Regions from separate parts of the Ovis aries genome. Here region 2 is linked to region 1. Evidence: chromatin contacts called from public Hi-C data. All regions are on one chromosome and are shown on one strand. Each heading gives the region's core, a stretch centred on a gene start, on an enhancer-like site or on the middle of the called end of the contact. The rest is flanking DNA. Distances are from core to core; before and after follow the strand shown. Region 1 holds the start of RBM47 (RNA binding motif protein 47). Region 2 has its middle 31 kb from the start of NSUN7.

Region 1 (2,614 bases), core at 41-2,540:
TCAAGGTAACAATCCTGATACTTATGGAAAAGAAAAGAAAAATCTGAGCTATGTGGAGTCAGAGTTTTTAAGTTGTCTTGAGGTTGTGGAACCCTTGTCTGTACCTGGCATCTTAGATATGGTGAGAGAACCTTGAAGGGGTCACAGTGCCAGATCTTCATATAGTAACAAGGAATGAATCTAAAACTCAGAAAACATTTAATTGATCTGTTAAGTCTTGCACCATAGGGAAGATAAAAAGTCAAAGAGATTTAAAATGTTTCAGAATTCTTGGCTGGTTTGAAGGAATCATTTTTCCAAAAGGTGGCAAACACTGCATTTAGATTTAACGAGCTGAGAAATGTCTCGGCCTCACCACTCGGGGAAAACGCGCTCTAGCTGACCTCAGTGCCTTCAATCTGCAAAACAGGAATGAAGTGCTCCACAGGATGGAACTGTAGGGTAAAACGAGGTGGGTTAACCTGCACCGCAAAGTACTAAAGGCCTCATTCGGGTAAAGGGGCTATGGTTTCTTTAAGAGGGAAGTTAAGTGTAGAAAAAAGGGCATCAGCACTGCACATCCTAGTCGTCAATAATTACTTTCAAATACTTATGAAGAGCTTAAAAATTATTTCCCCCAGTTTCACACTGATGTTTAAATGATAATGACCATTATTTGTCCAGCATTGGATAGGATAAGTAACTCTCCCGGTGTCAGACAGCAAATTAGGTGCCTAAATTCGAATTCGAATGAAGCACCCATCCGTGGTAGATGGCTAGATCCTGAGTTCCCTCGCTGTCAGAGAACTTCATGGAGTGTACAGGTCAATTTATTTTCATGTATCTTGTCCATCTTGCAACTTTTAAGTGAGATGGAGATCACTTAAACACTATTTTTACAGGACCTTTATTTTTCATGATATTCAATGATTGTAAACTGCAGAAATTTCACCGTGAGAATCTTCCAGATAGGGAGGCTGGGAGAGGTTAAAAAAAAAAAGAAAGAAACTGGCTCATGGCTTTACAACTAGAGAGTGGCAGTGTTGGCTCAAGAGCCCACTTCTCTGATCACGACCCCACCTCTTCAGAAAAAAAGCTATAGCACAAATAATAATAATTTTTAGAAATAGTGGCATTAGTGGCAACACAGTGTGCCAAGCACTGTTCTAACATTTTTGTATGTATTAACTCATTTAACCCGCAAAAAAAAAAAAAAAAAGATTTTAACTATTCCTTCACTAAAACAGCCCAATGAGAAGCAGCACTTTTTTTTTCCTCCCCTCAGTTGAATGACAGTGCAACCCGAAATCACAACTCCGTTTTAGGTTCCTGGTGGTGCCTGCTTCCTCTTCTAGTTTGTTTAGTCACAGAATTCGATTCCTGTTGGCCGATTACGCGCCTACAAACAGGCTTAGCGCTCTATTGAAATGCGTGAGGCTCCTTAACTCTTGTATAAACAGGTAATGCGAAGGGGTGGGGCACAGATTGCGGATTTCTTGAGGATGGGGCTGGGATGGGGGTTAGAACCGGCTCCCTAGAGGATCGGGCCGAGGTTAAGGGAGGGCTTGGCTGCTGTTTTAAAATGCAGTGTTTTTTTGTACCCTTTCTAGAAACCAGCTGTAACTTTAGGTCAGAGCGTATTAAAATGAGCCACTTCTGAACCAGCAGCGCCCAGGCCCCAGGCCCTGCTGTGAAGGCCCCGGCAAAGGTCAGGGCTTGGTCCGCGTGACGCTCCTTCCCGTGCCGGTCCGAGCTGCTCTGCCTCAGGTAAGGACACTCTCGGGAGGTCCCCCCTTCCTCCAGGCCCGCCGCCGAGCTCGCTGTGATCCTACCTGGTTACACGACTTCTTTAGAGGGGTGTGGGGGAGGGAAGGACGGGGGTGGGGTGTACCGACCGGCTCGTGATTCAACAGCTGGTTCCTTATTCCTCAAACGTGGTTCTGCTTGGTTTCCCTCAACCGCCCAAAGCGGGGGGCCAGACGTCTGATTTCGGGCAGATGTCCTCAGGTGGAGCAGGTGCCACTGCTGGGGCTATTTCTTGGTTGTCTAAAATGGATGTGACTTTTTGAGCGGGGAGCGACAAGTCTGTGTGGTGAAGTCCCCACGTCTCTTCCCCATCAAGGCAGATTTGTTTTGTTTTGTTTTTTTCCCCAACCTTCAGCAAAGGTATCTGCGCTCCTAAAACAACAGGAATGTTGCACTGGCCTTCAGCCAGCGGAGGCTCAGCGAGCAGGATAAAATTTCAGAGCAGATTTACGGGAAGTTGCCGGTGTTGGGAGTAAAAATCTGGTTTGGTGAGTTTAAGGGAAGGGAGTAGACGAGAGACAACCTTGCTACTGTGAGGCGAACGGCCTCAGATGGGGGAGGGCAGAAGCGGGAGGAGGGAACAGGGAAGAGCCGGAGCCGAGGCTCGAGCGCTCCCCGCGCGCAGCGCCGGACGCACGCAGGGCTCCCGGGGCCGCCGGTCTCCCCCGGGTGCGGGTCCGGCGCCGCTCTGCCAGGGGAACTCGCCGCGCTTTCGAATTCTCGCTCCCGCCAGGAATTTAGCCCCGAGAGAACTGCCTTCTGGTTATCGCGCCGGCTTCTCACTTTGGAATGTGCAGTTGGGACAGTGAGAAGTTGGGGCTCGGGGAGT
Region 2 (2,614 bases), core at 41-2,540, 67 kb before region 1:
TTTTGGCTCTATAATATTACATTGTGTCTATATACCACATCTTCTTTGTCCATTCATCTATTGAAGGAAATTTAGGTTGCTTCCATATCTTGGCTATCATAAATAGTGCTACTGTGAACATTGGGGTGCATTTATTATTTCAAATTAGAATTTTCTCTGGATATATATCCAGGAATGGGATTGCTGGATCATATTGGAGAAGGAAATGGCAACCCATTCCAGTATTCTTGCCTGAAAAATCCCAGGTGAGCTACAGTCCATAAGATTGCAAAGAGCCGAACATAACTTAGTGGCTATACCACTACCACCATGGCAACTCTATTTTTAGTTTTTGATTGCACTGGGTCTTTGTTGCTGCAAGCAGGCTTTCTCCAGTTGTGATGAGCAGGGTCCACTCTTCATTGCAGTGGGTGGGCTTGTCATTGCAGTGGCTTCTCTTGTTATGGAGCATGGTCTCTAGGCTCAAGGGCTTTAGTAGTTGCAGCACACACGCTCAGTAGTTTTGGTGCGTGCTGTGTGGCTCTAGGGCACACAGGCTTCAGAAGTTATGGCACAAAAAAAAAAAAAAAGAAGAAGTTATGGCACACAAGCTCAGTAGTTGTGGCACACAAACTTAGTTCCTCCTTGCTATGTGACATCTTCCAGGACGAGGGGTCAAATCTGTGTCCACTGCATTGGCGGTGGACTTATGCACTGCACCACCAGGGAAGTCCTATTTTTAGTTTTTTAAGGACACTCCATGTTGTGTGAGTAGTGGCTGCACTGCACTAATTTATATTCCCACCAACAATGTAAGAAGGTTCCCTTTTCTCCATACCTTCTCCAGCACTTATTATTTGTAGACTTTTTAATTGTGGCCATTTGACTGATGTGAGGTAATACTCATCGTAGTTTTGATTTGCATTAGAACCCAAATCTTATCTAATGTGTTAATAAGGAAGCACATACATTATTATATAAAAAATCATAACAGTATTTCAATACATTTTTAAATCATATATGTTTTATTCATTTAAAAACATTTCTTTTAGAACAAGTAAAGAAATCTATGGTGCAAAAAAAGATTAAGAACTCAGCAAATACAGGTTTAAGTACATTGGGACTTGCAACGTGTGCTGGGGGAGAGGACTACTTATGTGTGGTCACTGAACATGCCCCATCCATTCACTCCCTGTTTTTGAATGGAGCTATGCCAGTTTCCATATCCAGCAGAACACCAGGTCCTGGATAGCCCCAGTCCAGAAGCTGAGATGACAGAATTCCTTGTGCTGACCTGTGACCAACTTGAAAACTTACTTGAAACTCTTCTCTGGATCTGCCAAAACTAGATTCAAACTGAGAGTGACCCTTAGCCAGCCCTGGATCTTATTCTCCTTCTTTTTTTTAAAAAAAATTATTTGTTTATTTTTGGCTGCACTGGGTCTTCTTTGCTGCATGCAGGCTTTCTCTAGTTGCAGTGAGTGGGGATTACTCCTCTTCGGCACACAAACTTCTCATTGCAGCAGCTTCTTTTGTTGCAGAGCACAGGCTCTAGGGGCACAAGCTTCATAGTTGCAGAATACAGGCTCAGTAGTTGCAGTGTGTGGATTCTAGTTGGTCTGTGGCAAGTGGCATCTCCTGGACAAAGGGTCAAAACCGTGTCCCCTGCTTTGGCAGACAGACTCTTATCCATTGTACCACCAGGGAAGTCCAGCTTTGGATCATCTTAATTTCAGATTTTCATCCTTGTACCAAGCTCTGGTATTGTGAGATGGGTTAGCACATACTGAATGGAGTTCGCCCATCACCAGTGCCATCACTGCATTTATGCCTTAATTTTCCATTAAATACCTTGGAAAGTATCAGATAATAGCCGTCCCAAACCCTAAGCAGAAGTAGAAGAACAATACTGATGAAGCCATGAGTTATACAAGCCATGTCATTTCAGTGGTTGGACCAGGAGTACTGGCAAGACAAAAAGATAATTTGCTCAAGGAAAAGTCAGCCATCTAATAACAGTGGTTTAGTTAAACCATCACATTTCAGTTATAGCTGTTTGTTGCACATTTAAAGTGATCTTGCAGGCAAAAGGTTAAACTTACTATGTGTTAATTACCTCCAGGTCCATCTGGTATTTCTAGTTTTTTATGTTCGTGGAATGAGAGTGAAAAGGAAAAATGATTCCTTGTTTTCACTCAGCTTAAACTGTGTGTGACAAACAGAATTTGCTATACAGCTGGAGCTGCCTTTCTGATTAATATTTTACTTATAATTTTAGTATAGTATATAATGGGTAAAGGAAGAGTCTTAAAAACAGAAACTCTGGATTCTAACCCTGATACTTGCGCCACTTACGTTGCGACTTATGTTGTTATATGAGTCCTTATATTTTGCTATGCTTGAATTTCCTCGAACTATTGACATAGAGATTGTGAGAGGAGTGAAGGAAGTGGGAGAGAGAGAAAATTGGTGTGAAGCTCTTTTGCATTTACTGAAATGTTGAACAGACATATAATTTCTACTAGTTATAGTTTGCCTTGCAAATAGCAAGTGAATGTTTGTTGATTTGAATTCATCTGGAGTTGGTATCATTCCTTATGCTTCAAAGTACTTTGTAATAAATAATGAACTAATC

The links. A called contact is a pair of places that touch in the nucleus more often than the background predicts.
Region 2: a Hi-C map of tail adipose tissue shows a contact between it and region 1, with 1.8 times the contacts expected there. The contact joins the enhancer-like site here to the promoter of RBM47 in region 1. A contact is called at or near these places in 2 of 16 Hi-C or Micro-C datasets (liver and tail adipose tissue).

The regions. Positions count from the first base shown.
Region 1 is chr6:60,279,986-60,282,599 of ARS-UI_Ramb_v3.0, reverse strand. RBM47 (RNA binding motif protein 47) reads left to right here and starts at 1,290. Exons shown (of 8, transcript XM_060416994.1): 1 at 1,290-1,439; 2 at 1,590-1,746; 3 at 2,141-2,273.
Region 2 is chr6:60,347,002-60,349,615 of ARS-UI_Ramb_v3.0, reverse strand. No RefSeq gene overlaps it. Among named protein-coding and RNA genes, the nearest start is that of NSUN7, 31 kb to the left of the region's middle. Within about 2 kb of position 1,290, at least 2 of the 54 cell types and tissues checked have an H3K27ac peak or open chromatin away from gene starts, as enhancers often do. A contact at or near this core is called in tail adipose tissue, where this site is marked.